Linked DNA regions of Mus musculus: regions 1, 2 and 4 are each linked to region 3. The links are chromatin contacts, called in public Hi-C and HiChIP or PLAC-seq maps. All regions are on one chromosome and are shown on one strand. Each heading gives the region's core, a stretch centred on a gene start, on an enhancer-like site or on the middle of the called end of the contact. The rest is flanking DNA. Distances are from core to core; before and after follow the strand shown.

Region 1 (5,257 bases), core at 158-2,657, 230 kb after region 3:
AACCAAAAACATGGCGGCAGGCAGAGTGTAATTGTATTGAGGCCTCTACACAGAAGGCCTGGCATCATCAGACTCCAGGCTGCTCACTTTTAACTCCTGGTCCTTTCTACACTCTGTTCTTTCCTGAACCCACTAGGGGGCTCTAAGCTGTATTGTTCTGAGAGCAGTAAAGAAGAGCGTCTAACATAAATCCCCAGCTCTTAAGGGGCTTGGTGGCTCAGGCCTGTAATCTCAGCACACTTGGGAAGTGCAGTCAGGGGAATGGGAAGTTTAAGGACATTCTCAACTACCTAACAACCTTGAAGCCAGCCTAGGCTGTAAGATCCTGGGGGGGAATGGGAGGGAAGAGAGGGAAGGGAGGGAGGGAGGAGAAAATGAGAACACTCTACTTCAGTCAGGACTGTATTTTTATATTTGTCAGAAAGAGAAGTATGTTAATCCATGAAAATATTCAAGCGTCTTTCATAGTCAGTGCTTCCTCTTTTCCTGAGTCCTGCCACCATTGCCCCAGCATAGAACCTTGTTTGCCTTAGAAATCTTCATATCGAATTCTTTCAAGCCAATTTTTATTGGCAGACATAATTTATATAATGAAGGATGAAGGACAAAATTAAGAGCCCTGGTTTGTAGGAAAAATAAGATATAATTATAGAGCTGTGGGCAAAGCAGTGTTTTGGAAAATGGGAGCTGGGATAGGCACAAACGGAGTCTAGCCAAATGCTCGACTGGGGCTGCAGGAGTGACGTGTGTTTCCTTTTATATGTTTATATTCAAAAGGAAGAAGGCATGCAAGCAGTTAACCATTTATCAGGAGTAAGGGCTTGGCTTGAGGTCTGGGCAAGGGTTTTGGAAAAGTTCAGGTTTGAAAATCTGACAGAGCAAACTCTGCCAAGCAAGCGTGCCTTTAATGGGAGTTAATGTAATAATTGGCCTGGGAGTTTTAACCAAAAAAGTAGAGGCTTTGAAGTGCTGGAAACAAAAAGAAAATCCCATGGCAGTTTTATTAGCTCATATGATCAACAGCAGATGATAAACGACAGATAGGTCGAGGGCTTTCTGCAGTCATACCAAGTCCTGAACATTGCAAACAATTGAAAGTTCAGCCCAACAGCCTGGGGTATAAGAGAGCTGTAAAAGCTGTCAGGTCACAGGCACTTCTGAAGAAACAGGAGGCCTGAGTCCACTGCAGGATCAGCATTAGTATTCTAAGCACAGGCTTTGGGAGCTGGAGAAACTGAGACCCAGGCTCCTCGGGATGCCATTTGGATCTGCTCTTTGCCCATGTGACATCCCTCCCCTGTGACATCCCTCCCATGACACGTCTAGTCTTCTCACAACCCTGTCAAGTCCCTCTGTGGCCCATCTTCCCACTAGTACCTGTCCTGCCTGCCAAGGGACTCAGATGATTGCCAAGACTAACCCACATTGGGAATCGCAGTGAGCCTGGTACCAAGAAAACCCTGGCTGGCTCCCATGTGCTTGGGCTCTGCTCTGCTTCCTACAGTTTCTCCCCCAGAAATCTGATGAAAAAATAATCCCTATTCCCAGAGCATTGCTTTCCCCTGTGCAGCTCTGCACCTGGGCCACACTGAATGAGGGAGGGGCCCTCTTTGTGCTAGACTAGTCCCCAAGGCCTGCAAGCTACACCTGCCTTCAGGGCTGTAGGTCTAGGTGAGGTATCTTGAGATCATTAAAATGTAAAATAAGAAAGGTCTTGAATATAAGCTTGGGGGTATAATGCTGGTTCCTTCAGAAGCTCATGGTTGACTGCAGGCAAGTACTCTATGTAGATGAGCTATTTTTAAAACATTCCCTGCAGGGGCTAGAGAACTCTCTCACTGTTGCTCTTGCAAAAGACCTGGGTTCAGTTCCCACCACCCACCCACATGGTGGCTCACAACCATCTGAACTCTAGTTGCAGGGATCTGATTCCCTCTCCTGACCTCCATGGGCTGCACATACATACATGCAGGCAAAACACACATACATGTAGAATAAATAAAAGTTTTTTTTTAAAAAAAAAAATTAAATGTCCTATGATGTGAATAGAGCTGCCTCAGTTACAGCGTAGCTTAGCTCAAAGGGTTTGGGGCCAACCATTCCCAGTGTGTACACACAGATACACAAGCATATACAGAAACATGCATGTATATAAACTCAAACAGAAACATGCCCAAATCCACATACATGTATACAAACACATACATATATTCTTATAGACAACACACACACATGCACAAGCACGGGGTCTCTGGGTTATTCTTTTTGGTCTTGTTTAACTATTTGGATTTAATCCATTGCACTAATATTTTTATTGAGTGCTTATGGTGTGACAAACACCAAAACAATGGACTTTAGGTTCTGAAAGGAATATGCAACTTGGTGTTTCTTGAGGGAAAGGGGTAGTGCAGGAGAGAGACTTACAGACGTCCCCTGAGGAGATTTTGGAAATTCTAGGAAGGTGTAATGAAGGAGACCTCTAGGAAATACATAAGCAGAAAGAGTCATCAGAAGAAATAGTTGCATTTCGTTTTGTTTTGTATAGCTTTGCTTTCTAAGGTGTTTGGTTTTTGTTTTTTGTTTTGTTTTGTTTTAAGATGTGGTCTCTCTGTGTAGGACAACCAGGAGGCTTTCCTAGAACTCATTTTATAGAGCAGGCTAGCCATAAACTCATAGAGATCCTCCTGTCTCTACCTCCCAAGTGCTGGGATTAAAGACGTGTGCCACCATGCCCAAGGGAAATGGGTTTGAAGTGAATCTGAGACAAGAGAAGGGGTGAGGCCATTGTGCCCAGGTAGTCAAGATGTGGTTTGGGTGCCAGAAATGGAACAATCTGAGGAAGCCACAGAGGATGGTGAGATGGGAGGCCAGGGGTCTGCCTGGGCCACCTCTCCTGGGCAGTAGCAACTTTGGAAGGTAGTGAGTCTTGCAGCTTAATAGTGAAGTGAATGAAGTATTAAAATCCAGTATGTTCCCATGCACTGGACAGTGGACGGCCCCACACCATGCACATACAGACAGTGAATGGCCCCCACATATTGCATGTATGGGCAGTATTAATTGGACTTAGTGGGTTGTCAAAGGAAAAAAAAACGATGAGGTGCTAGAGAGATGGCTCAGTGGTTAAGAGCACTTGCTGCTCTTGCAGAGAATCTGGGTTCAGTTCCCAGTGCCCACATAGCAGCTCATAACCATTAATAACTCCAGTTCCAAAGGATTCATCACCATCTTGTAACCTCTTGTAACCTCTACAGGCACAAAGCATAGGTGTGGTGCATTTACATACATGCAGCCTCATACGCCGAAAACAAAAATCAATCATCTTAAAAAGACGTGAAGTTAGGAGGGACCTGTTAGAGAAGGATACAAAGGGATTGGGGAGGGAAATGGAATGGACAATTTTCATTACATACATACATACATGAAATTCTCAAGAATAAAGGAACATATAGCCAGACAATGGTGGCACATGCCTTTAATCCCAGCAGTCAGGAGGCAAGAGGCAGACAGATCCCTGAGGTCAAGGCCATCCTGGTCTACAGAGCAAGTTCCAGGATAGCCAAAAAGAAGGTCTACACTGAGAAACCCCCTGCCCTACCCATGCCCCTCAAATACACACACACACACACACACACACACACACACACACACATATATATATCTCCAACATGTGCTGTTTAAAGAGCTCTTTAGAGCAGAAGCTTGCAAACACAGGGAAAGCCTGTTATCCACCATCATCCAAGCCACTCCAGGCTGTTCTCTGGGAGACTCTTCCGTGGCTCCTGCTTCTTCCGTGGCTCCTGCTTCTTCCGTGGCTCCTGCTTCTTCCGTGGCTCCTGCTTCTTCCGTGGCTCCTGCTTCTTCCGTGGCTCCTGCTTCTTCCGTGGCTCTTGCTTCTTCAGTGGCTCCTGCTTCTTCCGTGGCTCCTGCTTCTTCCGTGGCTCCTGCTTCTGCGTATTGAACACAGACCATTACTGCTTTAGGAATCTAGTAGTCAATTGGAATACCAGGGCATTCTGGGAACAAATTGCCTGGAAAATGGCTCTTCTCTCCTTATCATCCACCCTTCTCTCTGTAGCCTGCCTTCAAAGGCCTCACGATCACCGACCTGCCTGTGTGCTTACAACTGAACATCATGCAGAGGCTGAGTGACGGGCGGGACCTGGTCAGCCTGGGCCAGGCAGCCCCAGACCTGCATGTGCTCAGTGAGGACCGGCTACTGTGGAAGAGACTCTGCCAGTACCACTTCTCAGAGAGGCAGGTCAGTGAAGCCCAGTGGCCTGCCCCTTTGTGTTCCCTGCCCTGTCCCATCCTTCTCCAGCATGCAGTAGACCACCCCCAACAATAAAACTATTTTCATGGCTGCTTCACAACTGTAATTTTGCTACTGTCATGAATCGTAATGTAAACATCTGTGTTTTCCATGGTCTTAGGAGAGCCCTGTAAAAGGGGTGTTTGACCTCCATGGGAGGTCAGGACCCACAGGTTGAGAACCATTCGTCTGAGGTGTTTTTAAGTCAATGTGAGGTTTTTGCCTTTTTGGTTTCTTGTTGTCATCATTGTCTTGATAGAGAAAAAATAAGTTCTTAAACCAGATTATATTTTATGGCTCACTCCAAAATTTTATACATCACTATTGCCTCTTTAAAAAAGGGGGGGGGGCATTTTACGATGCTTTATATTCAAGCACTTTTATAAACATTACTTCCTTTTATCCACCCACCAAGGTAGGGTAGATATTGTCATGCCCACTTCTAACAGGCAAAGAGACCAAGGCTACAAATGAGCTGTATATTTAAATTATTGCCTCTCAGGGTTTGACAACTGGCCCTACATTTGAATTGGACCTGTGGAGACCTTATAAATGTGTTCTTCCTCCTCATGCTGCCTCAGGGTTGTTTCTCCAATTCTTCATAGATGTGGGTTCATCCAGCAGGCTCTATTCATGAACCCACGGATGCTTCGATGTAAAATACAGCCACCACCGTGCTAATAACTGTGTCTTCGTAGAAATTATCACTCAAAGAAAACATTGAAGTGGCTTGTGGGAATAACCTAAGCTTTGAAGGAGCAGCCAGGAGCACCATAAAAACAGTCACTAGGAAAGGAATCATAGCTGCCTGTTTGTTTGGAGAGCTGGGTACACAGCACAGTGGGTTAGTGGGGAGAGCTAAGAAAATGTTGCTTTATAACAACATTTTGACAGTTTTCTTCCCTGGGTATGATAGGGTCCCTGTAAAATGTAGGGAGAAAGAGT
Region 2 (5,235 bases), core at 433-2,932, 160 kb after region 3:
AGTCACCTTCGTTCTCATCGGTATCTCTTTAACCTTTAACCGTTATCTGCCAACACCTCTCCCAAGTCAAGCTGGAGTGTGTATGCATCTGGTCCAGTGGTGTTAAAGATAAAAAAGGACACGATCTATGTCTTCTTCAAGCATACAATATATAATTAATCAAGTAGTGACAAAAGTAAATCTATAAATACGAGACTGTTTTAACTGTTGTGAAAGAAAAGGATGGGGTGATTTCTAATAATATTTTTATTTGTACTATGAAGTTGTACGTTTATGAAATGTACTGATCACTACCTCCCCCAGCTCCCCCTATATCACCCACCTTCCTCCTCCCAACATCAAATCCTCACTTTTTTGTTGTTATTATTAATAATTTCCAGGTCCAATCAGTGCTGCCTTTATAGGCATGACTGTGGGACCATTCACTGTGGCAAGAATTACTTAATTCTTGTGTGTGTGTGTGTGTGTGTGTGTGTGTGTGTGTGTGTGTGTGTGTGAGTACGTGCATATGTTTAGTGGTTCTCAACCTTCCTCATGGCTCTTTACTTGAGACCCTTTAATACCCTCATGTTGTGCTGACCCACAGTCTTAAAATTGTTTTCTTGCAACTTTGTAACTGTGATTCTGCTATTGTCATGAATAGTAATGTAAATATAAGATTCGTAGAACATCTGATATGCAGCTCCAAAGAGGTCACAACGCACAGGTTGAGAACCTCTGCTCTACAGCCAGCTTTCCTGGCGCTTGTCAGCCACCTGACATGGGTGCTAGGAATGGAACTTGGGTCCTCTGGAAAAACAGCAAGCGCTCTTAGCCTCTCTAGCCCCAAAGGTGGTTTTTTTTAAGAGAATGCAACAGACAAATCTAACCTAGTCTGAAGCCTCGGGAAGAGCTTCCTGAGGGGGAAGGAGTATATGGTTGGCTTTATGAGACTAGAAGCCTCCCCAAATGGCACACTGATTCCTACATCAGACCAGTATATCAGATACAAGATTTCAGGAGGAGAAGTAACCTCAAAATGTAAGCAAGAAGGAGCCTGAGCCTTCCACTAATGGAAGAATAAGAATTCAAGTCAACCTGATGTAGCTGAGAGAGGCATGGTAGAACCTGGTCTCTTCTGATTCTCCTTTAGGGTGCAGCTCAAGCAAGATGATTTTAGCTCATAGCCACTGTGGAGAACCACTAACATGCAAGGACAAAAACAAAACAAACAAACAAACAAAATACCCAAACAACAGCAACAACAAAACATGACCCATAACTAGCTTCAGGTTTGATCTAGAATCAACCAGAAAAAGGCAGTACTAGAAAATATAAGCAGTAGTGAGATGAAGAAAGAAAAAGAGACAAAGCTAAACTGGAATAAGCACGAGGACCAGAGAGTAACTCTTCCAGCCACCTAGACTTGGTGTCTCCTGTAGAATACTCTATATAAATGTGGGACAGAAAGCCAGGTATGTGCTCCTCTGAGGTCTCGTACACAAGCCATGTGTCAATGTCTGCTGCCCTGGTAAATGCTCAACAAGTCTATGCTTGGGAGCCCTGGCATATAGTGTTTACTGATTACCGTGGTGTAAATACTCCTGGGACAGCAGGGTTCACGTTACTACCCCAATCCCTGAGAGCAAGGCTTGGAAGAGCTACACTCCGTGGACTGGTTTAAACTGGTTCCAACACACCACTGGCCACCGCACGTTACCCTGAAGGATTCCTAGACTGAGGTCACCCAGGAATTCTAAGCATGGAGCACACTTAATTTTCGACCTATGAGTAATACGTACTTCCTGTTCACTAAGGTTCTAGATGTAAGGGGAGAAAGAGCGGATTTACACTAATTAGCTCCCCCTACTTTCTGAGCAGGGGAGAAGCCCAAAGATGATTTGTCTCCATCCCTTGAGAAGCTGCCATGGGAGTAGGGAGGCCAGGGGTGACATAAGGAGGTAGTTAAATATTGAAAGAGGAATTTGGGGAAAAGTAGTCTCTCCTGCTCCCTTCCCCTACCCCGTTTGTGTGTGTGTGTGTGTGTGTGTGTGTGTGTGTGTGTGTGTGTGTGTGTGGTGTGTATACGCACATGTGCAGGTTCTGGTGCAGACATGTGTATTTGCACATGTGTAGAATTCAGGGGTTAACATCATAACATTCAGGTATTTTCCTCTCTTCTCTTCACCTTATTGGTTGAGACAGATCTCTCACTAAATCTAGAGCTCACCAATTTGGCAAGACTAGCTAGCCAGCAACCTCCAGGGGCCCTCCTGGGGACAGGAATACAGCAGCACGCTGCTGTGCCTGGCTCTTTACTAAAGATCTGATCCCTGATGTATGCGCATGCAGCTTACTGACTGGACCATCTCCCCAAACCCTGAGTCCCTCTAAATAGGAAGTTTTGAAAGTTTCTGTTGTGCTGTACAGAGCACTGCCCTGCAGGTTTTCCTAGGTGTGCTTTCCTGTGCTTTCAGAGTTCACCTGGCTTTAAAGCAAAGCTCTGAACACAGTCTCTAGAGGATTGTAGAGTAATAGAGGCTGCACCAGGCTGGTAGCAGAAGCCAAACTTGATCGACGATATACTCTTTGGCCTCCCTGTGCACTGTATAGAACCGGGAACAGGGTGTTAACTCTTCAGACAAGGAACATATTTCCCACTCTGCCTCCTTTGTAGTTAAGATGTTTGATCTAAACTCTAGATATTCCCTGGGAGAGTGGGGCACCTCACAGCCCTCTGGCAAACCAACCACAGACAGGTGTGCGGTAGAGGACTGGGTGTTTTCTTTCTGGGACTCTGAATCACTACAGAATGCATTGTGTGCTGGCTGTGTGCCATCCAACTCAACAATTAGAAGGCACCCTTTGAGGGGTGCGCTGATAACGAAGACACGGTTTTCTATCTCCCTAGGCAAAAAGGATGGAACCGGAGCAAAATGAAAGTTCAGACAGCACTTCAGCTCTGGGCAGGAAGAGCAAGCAACCAAACAAAAAATCCCAAGAGACTCCGAGGGCTAAGAAAGGTGGCTCAGCCTGCAGAATTTATTGCACTCCAGAGAGGAGTGCACACAAGCACACATGCAGCAGTCACTAATAGGCTTGGGAGAAAGCATGGAGCAGAGAAACCCAGAGCAAGCCTCCATATTGCCTTATGCATAAAATTATAACACTATTATTAAAGTACATTTGACTTATCAATAGGACTATTTTTATTTTGACAACATTAAAGATACCTTGCAGTTTAAGTAAAAGTAAATTATATTTCCGGGCTGGGGAGATAGCCCAGTGCATAGCAGTGCTTGCTATGCAAGCAGGAGTGCCTGGCTTACTGATTTTGAATCCCTGGTTTCCATAGGAAAGGACCAGGCATAGCCGGCATGTCTCTAACGCCAGCATGGAGAGGCATGAGACAGGTGGAACTTGCTATCCAGCCAGTCTAGACAAAATGGTGATCTTGAGCTCAAGGAGAGACGCTGCTTCATGACATTACAGCAGAGAGAGGAAGGTATCTTAAAAGCCCTCCCTCTGCATCGTCACTGGTGGGAGCCACATATGTGCAGGCATTCATCCATCACACACAAGCACACATCAACTACATTTCCACTAATACTAATTAGTAGTAATGAGCTTGCTAAGGCAGAGCAGCCCCTCTGTGCAGACCTATGGTGAAATTAGGTTGTTTTTTTTTTTTTAACAAGGCCTTCCACCTCTTGCTCCCACCTCCCTGTCTCAATTTTTCCATCCTCCCTCCCCTCAACCTTGGCTGAGTTCTTGCGGTCCCTTCCCTAAGCCTTCACACGGTGTTCCACCCCCAGGATATCCTTTCAAGATAGCTCCTAACGGTGTCTTCCCAACCCCCCAAATGACCCCTTCTGTGTCCCTGACCCTCCACTCTAAACTCAGAGGTTAATAATGGTAAATTATGTTTCACAGAGCACATACAAGCATCAAACTAAAAGTTCCGGTGGGAAAATTCCAGGCCAATCTGAGAGAATGAGAGAGGGTCTTTGGCTTCCCTCAAACCAAACCCAGTAGATCTCCATTCTCTCTGCAAGGCTGGCACTGAGTGGAGAAAACCTTGGGAAACCACAAGCCAAATTCAAGGTTGGTAGTGGAGGGGAGAATACTGTTTGCGTGCGTATTTTCTGCATCCCCTGTACCCTCTCTTGTTTTTCTTCCCTCCACTGACACATAAATGCAGGTATGGTTTTGGAAGGTGATTCCAGATAACTCAGGCTACCAGGCCACATTTGGCCTGACACATCACCAGGTTAGGTGAGCGAGCAGAAGGAGCCTAGAGGAGGGTGGGGCAAAGAAGGGCAGTGATAACTGGAGCTCCTGGACATCTTGACTCAGCCAGTTCAGCTTCCGGGCTCAGAGTCCATCTGAAGGCCAAAGACACTGCTGACTGCCCTGTGGGAATCCCCAGCCTTTCCAAGTGGTCTTGGCAAGAGTCCACCATGACGCTTATCTCCAGCCATTACATTGTTTACAGTCCTCTTCCCAGTCAGGCTGCCTCACAACTGCCCTGGGACAACAACTGCTGCTGCCAATATTCCCATCACACAGATGAGTATGCTGAGGCCCTCAAGTCTAGTGATTTGCCCAAGATTGCACAAAGGGTAAAAGAGAACAGGGACTTCAGTCAACTCATTCATGCCTGCCTTTCCTTCCTCTTCACCCCATGGCCAAATGACTGCCCAGGCTTCTCTAACTTCACTTAATTGGTGCCCACTCACATTGACTGCACGCAAGCACCTGGTGTTGGGTAATGTCAAGGGAAATAAAGAGATAGAGGACAATACCTCACCCTGAAGTTACAAGCAGAGGAGAAGCAAGGTGGATAGCCTCTGGCCTCTGTGCTTTCACTCAGGGCCATGAACCTCACCCTTCTCCACTCAACAAGCAGGTACCAAACACCTGCCAAGCCCTGTGTGCTGAGGTTTCCATGGCAACAACCTGGTTAAGGACCTTTGCCTTCATAAAGATGATGCTTTAAAGCAAGATGGGTGGGAAAGAGTGAAATAAACGGGTGTGTGCTGAAACTAAGGCAGATGCAGACAAAGCTGACCTCAGGTACCAGAGTCTGGTCCTATAGAGGTCAGGCTGGCCTCCACATGTCAGCCCACAAGTTCCAAATCATTCCCAAAACAAGCCCCTTATCACAAAACCATGGGAGACGGAACTCGAGAAATCAGGCAGAGGAAGGACTGATTCAAGGCCCGAGGACAGTTATCACTGATAAGCCAGAGACCT
Region 3 (5,610 bases), core at 747-3,246:
TAGGGCACAAAACCTAACTCAGAATCTAAGCAGAAAAGGCAGCTTGGTGGGGTGACAGCTGTGATGTGTGTGAGGGGCGACAGCACAGGGACAACACAGCTGAGGGCTAGAACTTGGGGGTTTATAGACAGTGACAGACAGTAGAAAACTGGGCTTGCCTCAGTCCACACTACTGAGTAGTGTGGAGAGAATGAGAAGGTCCTGTGCTGAAGATAAGAAAGCAGACAGAAGGGTGATGTCATCTAAAGTAGACCTTAACTTCAGGACACCAGGGGAAGGCTGGAGAAGGTCTGCAGAAACAAAGGCCACACTTAGCCTGACTCAGAACTGGGCCTTTCAGTGGTTTCACACGCAGAAACTAATCAGTTTATATTTGAACTTAAGTTTTAGCACTGTCCTATGATTGTATTAATAACAATTAAGTTTGGGAAGGCTTTTGCCAATCCTAATAGAATCAATTATTTAAGTTGGGTATAAGCTATTTAAAAAGGAAATGAACTATTTACTCTAGTTGTCTTCAAATATGTCTCAGAACATATGTATCTAAAGAACAAAAACTATCTGCTAAACTCATTCAAATTTAAGAGGAACTTATTCCCAAAGATTTAGACTTGTTCCTTTTTTCAAGTTTCAGAAACTTGACATCTTTGACAACCTATAGACCTTTGCCCCTGAAACACACCTAGGGTTCTGGTGTCTTAGAAGTATTTTGTCACGTGATGTCCACCAGACCCTTAACTCGTTCTCTAGAACTAGGACTCAAAGTAAATCACAAGAATCATAAAAACATTACCACCACCATTCCATAATTCCAAAAGTATACCTGCTGCCCACCACCAAGAGAAACCAGAAATCAGAGGAACTTAGAAACGGTGGGCAGCGAACCCCTGCATTGCATGTAGTAAACATACTATACATGTAAGCACACACATCAAGGCCTTCGTAAAAGTTCAAACCACCTATCCGTTCTTTTCTTTCACCAGTCCATTTACTCTGTCTCTGACAGAAAAGACTCTCCGTGGAGGCAGGATCCTTAAACTATCTGCATGCTCAGTAAACACGACTGAGTAAAACTACCATTCATTGTAAGCATTCGATTAAAAAACAAAAACAAAACCCCTCGGGTCATGCTCCCGTTGATCCTTTATAAACTCAGGCTGTGTAAAGGACGAAGTCCGACAACACAAACCACACACGTACCCTTCCAAATCAGGCCTGACTGCTCTGTCAGCCTCGGCAGCTATCACCCTCACGCATCCAGCCAACATTTCCAAGTGGATCGGAACACGTCTCCGAACTCTGGTGATTGTTCACAGCTCCGGAGACGTACTCTTCCCTCTTCCCGGGGGTGGAGGGCCTTCGTTCCTCATCTTAGTAACTTTTAGTGGTCTTCCAGGGCCAACTTTAAATGCTTTCAGTTACACATGCAACTCCAAGCAGGCAACCTAACCCCCAGAAACGCTCCAGAGGAGGTACGTGTGATCTGTCGCTTTGCACTCCCTTCTCCCACCACTCTCAAGTTTGGGGGCCCGGGGACTTTATTAAAATAAAGATTGCAGGCCGAGGTACCAGGCGAGTCCGGGGGGACACCCGTCCAGCCTTCTTGGGAGACAGCGCACGCCCAGTTTCCCCGAGCCCCCCGACGGCCCGCAGGTCAGGCGACAGAGAAGCAGGGCGGAGCCATACCTGCTTCACGTTCGTTGGCAACTTGCTCCAAGGATAATTGTGCCGGATGTGGAACTCAACGTCGATGTTCATGATGCCGGAGCCCAGGCCCGCGGCGGCCGCGGCTGCCACGCCGCCTGCCGCCCGCGAGCGCCCGGCCTGTCAGCGGAGCCCGCACGTCTAGGCCGCACGAGCACGGCGCCGCCCCATGGCCAGGCCCCCACAGGTCCGCGCGGCGCCGGCCACGGGGCACGGACGGGAGCGCCAACTACGACCCGCGCCTCGGCAGCTCCAAGTTTCTTCCTAGTTTCGGCCTGCCGGAAATGGCTCTGTGCCGACGTCACTTCCGCTCACTGGCCTAGGTCCGAGCGTGGAGCTCCGCCCCCACCCCACCCCCCGCACGTGGTTGAACGGTGCGAGGAAGGCGGGACTCAGAGACCCTCCGAGCCCAGCCAGCCGCGCCTGCGCATTGGGGTGACAGAGGCTCCCTGGTCTGCACCTCTGGGTTTGTGTGACTCAGTTTCCCGAATGTGTGTCTCCAATGGCTCTGTCGGTTGTCTGAGCAAAAGCGCTTCTAATGAAAGAACCACTCTCGCCACCCTGCCGAACAAGAGAACACCGAGTATGCCTGGGCCCCCCCCACCCATTGGCCTAGAGTCGCTAGCGGCGTCATCCCTTCCAAGCATTCGCTGTATCCTGGGGATGGAGAACGTTGGACTCCTTCCAAGATCCAAATTCTTAAAATGTAGGGATTTGAGGTGCAGAAATGTTAACTTGCTTCGATCGCCTTTTTAAACGCAGAACTGGGATGGTTATCCCTACAGCTCTCCTGAGGTCTTTGGGAACGGTTTCTTCCAGAGTATATTTTATTTCCTAAGCAAACTCATTTAACTGCAAGACTTCAGTGGTTCTTTGTCTATTTTTTCATTTTAAAGCAATGTTTTTAAGTCATGTTTTGTTATACACTACTGATAAGAACTGAAAACATTAAAGACGCTTAATCCATACCTCAACAACTGGCCAGTCTGAGGCATGCCATTATATCTAATTATTTGAAACTATTATGGTACACACTGCTCTTACATAGGTGTATTGGTCTGGTTATCTGATCGCAGTAACTTCCTATCCTGCTGAGATCCTCCTCAACGTAGCTAAAATGTTCTGAACTCCAGTAATGCAACAGTATTCAAAAGTATGATCTGTCTACTATGTATCATTCCCTTGCCTCAACAGTCAGTGAAACATTGCCACAGCGACTAGGCCTATCAGAAGAAGAAAGTGAGGTTGGCAGGGCTACAAGAGCCCTCAGAATGGCAGAGCCCACTGGTTTTCACAATGTATTATTTTATGTATGAGTGTTTTGCCTGCATGTGTGTGTGTGTGTGTGTGTGTGTGTGTGTGTGTGTGCACCACCAGTGTGCCTTGTACCTTCAGAGGCCAGAAGAGAGCATCAGATATCAGGTGCCCAGAAGTTGGATTTCAGATTTTTTTTTGCTAAACAAAAGCAAGTGATTTTAGCTGCTGGGCCAACTGTCCAGGCCCAGCCCAAGGCTGTTTATTGGAACCATCCTGTGAATTCCTCAGGAACACCCTTCATAGAAATATTCTGTCTCCTGCTTTAGTTTAGGAAAGTTCATTTAGAGTTAGTGAAATAAATACCCCCTACATTTTTCATAATTCGCATGTGAACAAACAGTATTCTTCAGAATCGTTTTATCTAGTATAATGTAAGTAACAAAATTAAAGATATCTTCATTTTTAAATCCCTACAAATCTTTATTTCAACTGCTGAAAGCAGTTAACCGGGCATGAATCTATTCATCCTTTTTGTATTTTCAATAATAAATCTAATTTGAACTCAACAGAAGCTAGTAATGGTGAATAGATGCCTGCCAAATCAGTAAAGTACAGACCTTTGAGAAAAATCCCACCATGGTGAATTATAAAGGCTCTCAGTATGTAGCCCCCAAGAGCAGATTTTTAAAGGAGGAGATAACATTAGATCAAAGCTATGTGGACAGGAAGAAGACAGATAGCAATTCCTTCAGAGTGGGAACCTGTATCAGATTGATTTATAAAAATACAAGATGCTTGTGGAAGGACTGACCTGTCTCCATTTCCCTCAAGATGGCCAGGAAGCAAAGCGATTCTGGTCATCCCTCAACTAACCCACAAGGTGCAGGGCCTGCTGGGTGGAAACTCCAGGAACAAGATAGTTCCCTGGGCATCAGAAAGGAGAAAACAACTACCAAATGGATTCCCTGGGCAGCGCTGGTGACCTCCTTGAGACATTTTGGAAAACAATAAATCCCATTCTTTTACATTCCTGACTCAGGTCTCTGCCTTTCACATTCTAGAGAAATCAGAAACTACAAGGTTGTGGCAGGGCCCCACCCAAAGACACCTTCTGAGTAAACAATAGCTTCAGACATGCAAATGCCATGTGCCGCCTTCTCTGCCAACTATACTGGGTCAGATTAGAGAAAATTACCCAGCTGGTTTGAGCAACCTGAGCTTGTTCTTAAAATGTAATGATGATATCATGTAGCCCAGGCTGGCCTTGAACTCACTATGTAGCTGAGGACACTGCTGACTTTCTGATCCTCCTGACTTTATCGCCCCAGTATTAGGATTACAGGCAAGTGACACTGTCCCTGGCTTGGTGATCTACTCTTCAGAAAAACTATCAAACTATTCATCCCCAAAGTGTCAACAGAGATAATGAGAAGCAGCAACTTTTAACTAAGGAGCTGTTGGATAGTTCCACTCACAGAGCCCAGATTAGCATGCCCTATGAGGAGAAGAATTACCGCTCACAATGATTCCCATGGCTAGAACCTAGAAGTGCTTCCTTCAGGGCAGTGTGATTAAGATACCCTGGAGATAGGGACATTATCTAGGGCTATCTAAATGGCATAGGGTAATCATACGGTCCTTAACCAGGGAAACAGGGATGACGATGGAAACTGACGTCAGTGGTTTGGGATCACAGCCAAGGCTGTGGAAAGCTCCTAGGAGCTGAAAAGGGAAATGGATTCCTCCCTAAACCTCAAGAAACACTCCTGCCAAGACATTTGAATTTCTGATTTCCTTGACTGTGAGATAATAAATTCTTAATATTGAGCTTTTAACATGGTGATTTGTCACAAGAGCAATAAGATATTACTATACTATCCCGAAAAAAATATCCCCATACCCAAACAAGTGGTGTATAAATTTATATAATCACGTTCTTCCAGTTCCAAATGCAAATACCCTTTCGGGGAATAATCCTTTCTCAGCATTAGGAACATGTTATGTTAGGAACAAATACGTTATCCTTTTCAGAGAGTAATTTGAAAGAAAAAGAAATGCTCAGAGATTGAAATGCTCAGACATTAAATGGGGACAGAAAATAGTTTCTCAAACAGAGAGAAGGAAATTGCATTTTGAGCTTCACACTTTTTCTGGGCCTGTCCTTGGCCATGGGTTTAATTCAGACAGGCTCATCCCTGTTCTAAGGACTAGTTCATCACCCCACACATTTGGATTCGGTTGATCATACCTCTAAGCTTTTGTCCTGGCTAATTTCTCTGCTGCCTTCCCCATACTTGGAGCAGGAGATTCTGTGTCCCTTACAAATTGCCGTAGTTTATGTTCTTCCTTGCAAGGAATCACTGGCTAGCCATTTGGTGTCTGTGTGTCGTCTGTCTCACTCTAGAGGGAAGGACTTTGTTTCATTCCGAAGTCTCTCTTCAGTACCTTGAGTTAGGCTTCCAGCATAAGTGCTTAATATTACATGTATTGACTGAATGAAGCTATGTCACAGACGAGCCTTGCCTGACATCTTGTTCAGAATTATAACACATCTCCAGCCCCCTGCCACCCAACACACTGCATTATTTTTCTCCGTAGAGGGGGACAGGAACATATTGCCATCTAATGCGGTCAGTAAGGGATTTTACT
Region 4 (5,048 bases), core at 1,441-3,940, 160 kb before region 3:
GGTATGAAACCAAAGGTAATGGATAGTCTTCCAGGCACAGGGCTTGTTGGTGACAGACAGGAAGCCCCAATGCCTGCCTCGAACCTTCCATAGTCTCAATGAAATCCTCATGTCTACTGTTGAACATTACCAGTCTCGCTACTTAATAGACTTCCAGAGAACAAATAATATAGGAGAGAATCACCACACTCAAGAGCCAATGGAGCAGTAAACCCATGCGCCTCTCCAACACCATCCCCCACAAACGTGGTGGAGGAAGTCTGTCCACACCTGTAGGATTCAAGAAAGAATCCGTATTTGACAGAAGTGAGTATGATGCCTTTTAAAGATCATTTTTAGAAGACACCAGAAAACCTTCCTCACAACTATCCTTAAAATAGATACTGTTTAATCTTTATTGAACATGAGTTTAAATTCTCTTATGCTTGAAAACCCCTCGAGGTTCCCACCATCAACATGCTTGCTTGGACAGTTCTTGTGATAGGGGACATGCGTTTTACTCTGTTGAACACTCTGACTTTATGAGAAATCAACAATCTATATTTGGCTTGATTTTAAATTTTTCTCCTTCCATCCCCAAGCAAATGCTCGCCCTCTCTGGGAAACTTTCTTTCTTCTCTTCCCAATGAGCTTCGCCTGTAGCGTTGATTACCTCATCCACAAGAAAGTGGATTTTCTCCACAAAGTTCTGAGCTTCTCGGATCATCTCATCAAGAGAGAGCTTCTTCTTCTGTTGCCGAATGACCCCTTCAGCCTCGTCGGCCATTGCCTTCTAAAAAAGGACAAGAATTGTGGTGTAGATCTTTCCGGAAGTCTAGGCAACAGACCCTGCCTTGCGCTGGATCGTCCTGAGGTGTTTGCAAGTCCCACACTAAGGCACTACTCTCTGGACTGGCTTTGGGTCTGACATCGTGCACATTGACTATTGAACAGAAATGACAAAGGAGTTCGATTCACTCATCTCACCCTCTCTGGAAAGCTTTCTTCCCCATATCCTCAGTGAGCTTTGCCTGTAGAGTTGATTACCGAGTCCACAAGAAATCTACCACAGTAAAGACAGTAGGTACCATCTCTGCCTTGGTAGATAGATGAGATGTTTGAGACCTAGGAAGTGCAGAAGCGTGTCCAGACCATGTGACTATGAGACAGTCGCTGAACTAAGCTCCCTGGTGCTTAATAAGAACTCTAATAACAACAGCTAAGCTGTGTTGAGTTATTACTCTATGCCTGCAATTTTCTTTCATTACTCTTCGTAGTGACCTTCTGAGGTGGGTACCAAGATTTCCATTTTAAGGTGAAAAAAAAAAAAAAGCCACACAGCTCCTGGGCCCGATCTCCAGATCAGTCCAGAATGTATGTCCCTTTCTCAACTTAGAACTATGAAGGATGCTTCCAGCCAAAGGTGCCATCTGAGAAACATCTGCGTTAAATGCCAAACACCATCATTTTATAACCCAGACATGGTGGTACACCTCTGTAACTCCAGCACCTGGGAGGGAGGCCATCCTCAACTACATAAAGAAAGTTTGAGCTCAGCCTGGGCTACATGAGACCATGCCAAGAAAGGAAGGATTAGAGGATGTCCTTCCCAGTGAGGCATATGGGATGGGGAGGAAATCTGAGAGTAGGAGAGAGGACTAGTTAAAGCCAGATGTCAACTTTGAGATGCCTTCATGCTTCTGCCTTTGGGAGATGTGGGATCAGCCTTGTGTTAGGTATTGTAAGACATGGAGGGACATGGAGGAGGAGGGCACAGGGAGGGACAGAGGAAGGGAGGAAAGAAGCAAAGGCAATACTTACTTTTACTCATTCATTCCACCTATACTTACAGGATTTGTTTAAAAATAAAAACAGTCTTTACAGTACCTTCTAAGGCCCTGTGAGCTGGCTGTGCTTTTCTATCTGTCTCATAGCGTTCTCTCCTCTCCCACTGTGCCCCAGACTCATGGCTCCTCAAGAGATCCTGGGGCATGCCAAGGCTGCTCTACCCTAAGGCTATAACACACAGATCTTATTGCACAAATGTTCTTTCTAGACTTCATGTAGCTTCGGTTTAAACGTCGCCACGGAATTATAGGTTGTCAAATATTTTCCTGTTCTCTGTGGGTTTGGCGAGTTTCCCTTCATAATCACAACCTAAGATTATTTTTATGTCTGTGTCGTTTGCCTGCCTGCATTCTGTCTTCTCCTGTCCAATCTGCAGTTGGACAGGGGGTTCCTGCCTTGTCCTTATCCTGAACAACCATTGTGACATACGGTACCTCCTGGGCACACAGAGGGTAGTAAGTAAGTTCAGAATGAATAAGCAAGGCCATTTATGGATTCCTCAGGGACAAACACTAAGAACTTTCAGCTTTGTGTTCCTAGCACTTTGTCTGTGCCCAACATATAAGAAGCCTTCTGGTAATGCTGACCAAAAGAATGAATACCTGCTGTCTGCCAGGTACCGAGAACACAGCTGTACACTATGGTTCTTTTGACAGTTTTGTGAAATGAAAGCAATATATACAAATAAATGTATAAAGCCTCATGAGATCAGACACGGGGGAAGCCAAGCTTCCCGGAGGATCTCAATCTGACCTGACCCATATGGAATCCATCAGTCAGTAATTAAACAAATGACAGCCCTGACAGAGGGAGCAGTCACATGTGCAGATATACAAGCAGCAAGCGTCCAGCTGGTCAGAACACAATTCCAGAGTGAGGGCACACTGCAGGACAAGGCCACAATGCTAGGTCATACACTGTTTGCTCTGCATGCCGTGCAAAGGGAATCCAGACTTTATTAACATCGACAAACTTCAGTGATTTGCTAAGAACAAGTAATCACCTTGCATTTTGTTTTAAAAGCCATTTTGATTCTTGAATGGAAGATAAGCTAGAGGAAGTCTACTGCAAAGTCTATACCAGAGGTTCTCAGGGGCTCGAGTAGTGAAGTAAGTTCTGGAATGCTTAAGGGGGAGAATCAACAGGATCTAGGGTTGCACGGATGGTTTAAAATGAGGGATTAAAAAGTCACCATTGATCACAGGCTTGTGGTTGAATCAGTAAGTACAGCTGGGTATCCCAATACAGGAAGGAGAAGAAAGTTGGGAAAGGTGTAGATCGGTAGAAGATACTGAGTGGGAAGTGTTCCAAGACATCTGGTTTCCTTTAGGAGGCAAGAGATACTGCCCTAGAGACAAGAGACGTGAGACTAAGATGGTGACGTTTTATTGGCAACTCAATTAAATACCTTGGGCATTGATGAATCACAGCTTTGAGTAAGTACGTGGGGGGGTTTCTAAGGAGGAGAGAAGAGCTAAGCCTGAATGGCTGGGCTGGTCACTGTCATCTGCTGAGAAACCTAATCTGAATAAAAGGGAGGAAGCCCACCGAACATTGTCATCCTTCTCTCTGCTTCATGATCTATGAGATGGGAAGTGCCTCAGCTACACACTCCCTCAGCCATGCACACCACCACCCCTGTCCTGCCATGACTGAGCATTAACCTTTCAAAGCCCAGCCGGAATAAACCCTTTCACTGTGGTGAGAAGAGTAACAAATACAAGGCACTATAAAGACACTGATGTTGTGGACTTGGTCCAGCCAGAGTTGGTAGGCAAGAAGCAGGCAGAGCTCTGCCGAGAATATGCAATGGAGTCAAGGCATAGGCAGCATAGTCAACTAGAGGACCAGAGGGAGGACCAAGCAGGAAGACCTGGAGGATGATGGAAGCCAGCTTCCGTGAACATCCTAGGGGACAGGCAATAAATATTCTAGAAAGAAAGATGAAGGAAGGGTTTAGCTTTAGCCTCTGGACTTGGATTAGTTAGGGTTTTAAAAAAATTGATCTTTCTGAATCCTGATCATATCTTTTAATCCCCCTGACACAAGTCAAATATTAAGAGATTTCTATTAATAGAATTATCACAGCGTTGCCCAAATGTCCCTTGTGTGTTATTGGTGGGACTTTACAGTCAGATATTTCAGGGTCTGTCTGACTTGGGCTGGCATTTTTCAGCCATCACTCATTCCACAAGGACTGAGCATCTGTAAGGTATCTTTAAGCATCTACAAACACCGTGCTAGTAGGCAGGGCACAGAGGGGCATCAGTAGCCACCTGTCCTCCAGAAGTCTGGCAACCCTTAACCCGGATTTTCAGTGGGGAGAGAGGAGAAAATTGTTACTTCTTTTAGCTTCTTGTTTGTGGGACAGACATCAAGGTGAAAGAATCTAGCAGCCTAGCCTTGAAAGGAAAATGTGTGTGCATGGTTTATCTGCATGTGTAATGACGGCTGGGGCCAGAAGAGGGCAGCAAATCTTCCGGATCTGACAGTTGTGAGCCTCCATGTGCTAAGACTCAAACCCAGGTCCTCTGGAAGAGCATCTATTTTTCCTAAATGCCCAGCTTTAGCAAAGTGCAAATTTCGGAAGAAATCAACAAGGGCAGGGGACTCCATGTGAATAAGAAGTTGAGCTCCTGGACTTGTAGCTCATCACCATGAATCTCCAAGAGATGAGTTCCTAGCCAACACACATTCTCTTCCACTGCTGTTTCTACCTCACAGAAAAATATGTCCTTTAAACCTTGTCCTTGTCTGCCCTGCGACCTATGCGGCATCTGTGAGGTTTATTTTTAAATCACATGCTTTAGCTGTGTTCAAAATATAAATAGGTTTGCACATACCAGCTCTTGCCAGCAGAGCGTGAGTCGTTTCTTATCTAATGCAGTTTGGTTCAGCGTCTTTGGCTTCTTTTCTGCTTCAGAGATAAAAACTCTGAAAGAGAAGATCCGTTTTGCAGCTTGCTTAGTGAAAATCCATTTGTGTGATTCCAGAGATTTGGAGAAAAAAAAATCTACTCTCTGTCGCACAATGAAAAGTTGGTAGATCCACAAAACCCAGGTTTTTAAATTTAGGTTCAAACAATGGTGTGCTAATTGTTTCTAACTAAGAAAAAAATTGAAAATGATACCCAGGCCCTGCATTAGTTTGAGATTTTCGAATTCTACTTCATACAAACTCATTGTAACTGCTATCAAAGTTCACTACAAATTTGCATGAAA

The links. Hi-C and Micro-C count contacts between places; a contact is called where the count stands out from the background. HiChIP or PLAC-seq counts read pairs in DNA pulled down with a chosen protein or histone mark.
Region 1: an H3K4me3 HiChIP or PLAC-seq map of forebrain shows a contact between it and region 3, with 4 times the contacts expected there. The contact joins the enhancer-like site here to the promoter of Fam91a1 in region 3. A contact is called at or near these places in 9 of 39 promoter capture datasets (the C10 cell line, the HPC-7 cell line, cranial neural crest and 6 more), 40 of 484 Hi-C or Micro-C datasets (the 3T3-L1 cell line, the AML12 cell line, CD4 T cells and 30 more), 31 of 115 datasets of contacts at active chromatin or transcription factors (the 230-238 cell line, the NIH/3T3 cell line, the SCID.adh cell line and 21 more) and 3 of 9 other capture datasets (adipose tissue, liver and pancreatic islet).
Region 2: a contact with region 3 is called in an H3K27ac HiChIP or PLAC-seq map of embryonic fibroblasts, with 3 times the contacts expected there. The contact joins the enhancer-like site here to the promoter of Fam91a1 in region 3. A contact is called at or near these places in 6 of 484 Hi-C or Micro-C datasets (the C2C12 cell line, the HL-1 cell line, adipose-derived mesenchymal stem cells and 2 more) and 3 of 115 datasets of contacts at active chromatin or transcription factors (the NIH/3T3 cell line, embryonic fibroblasts and pancreatic cancer cells).
Region 4: a Hi-C map of the N1E-115 cell line shows a contact between it and region 3, with 5 times the contacts expected there. The contact joins the enhancer-like site here to the promoter of Fam91a1 in region 3. A contact is called at or near these places in 1 of 39 promoter capture datasets (stem cell-derived epiblast-like cells), 2 of 484 Hi-C or Micro-C datasets (the C2C12 cell line and the N1E-115 cell line), 2 of 115 datasets of contacts at active chromatin or transcription factors (the SCID.adh cell line and embryonic stem cells) and 1 of 9 other capture datasets (embryonic stem cells).

The regions. Positions count from the first base shown.
Region 1 is chr15:58,183,086-58,188,342 of GRCm38.p6, reverse strand. Fbxo32 (F-box protein 32) reads left to right here. Exons shown (of 9, transcript NM_026346.3): 7 at 4,079-4,261. Gm36112 (a long non-coding RNA gene) reads right to left here. Exons shown (of 3, transcript XR_003951636.1): 3 at 3,603-3,950. Among named protein-coding and RNA genes, the nearest start is that of Gm36112, 20 kb to the right of the region's middle. Within about 2 kb of position 1,407, at least 31 of the 459 cell types and tissues checked have an H3K27ac peak or open chromatin away from gene starts, as enhancers often do. A contact at or near this core is called in astrocytes, forebrain, hippocampal neurons and 2 more, where this site is marked.
Region 2 is chr15:58,253,543-58,258,777 of GRCm38.p6, reverse strand. No RefSeq gene overlaps it. Among named protein-coding and RNA genes, the nearest start is that of Gm36193, 10 kb to the right of the region's middle. Within about 2 kb of position 1,682, at least 50 of the 459 cell types and tissues checked have an H3K27ac peak or open chromatin away from gene starts, as enhancers often do. A contact at or near this core is called in the C2C12 cell line, the HL-1 cell line, the NIH/3T3 cell line and 4 more, where this site is marked.
Region 3 is chr15:58,411,854-58,417,463 of GRCm38.p6, reverse strand. It overlaps Fam91a1 (family with sequence similarity 91, member A1), which reads right to left and starts at 1,996. Exons shown (of 24, transcript NM_145959.3): 1 at 1,687-1,996. The coding sequence starts at 1,758.
Region 4 is chr15:58,577,588-58,582,635 of GRCm38.p6, reverse strand. It overlaps Fer1l6 (fer-1-like 6 (C. elegans)), which reads right to left. Exons shown (of 41, transcript NM_001370912.1): 16 at 4,671-4,761; 17 at 653-772. Among named protein-coding and RNA genes, the nearest start is that of Gm36451, 17 kb to the left of the region's middle. Within about 2 kb of position 2,690, at least 14 of the 459 cell types and tissues checked have an H3K27ac peak or open chromatin away from gene starts, as enhancers often do. A contact at or near this core is called in the N1E-115 cell line, where this site is marked.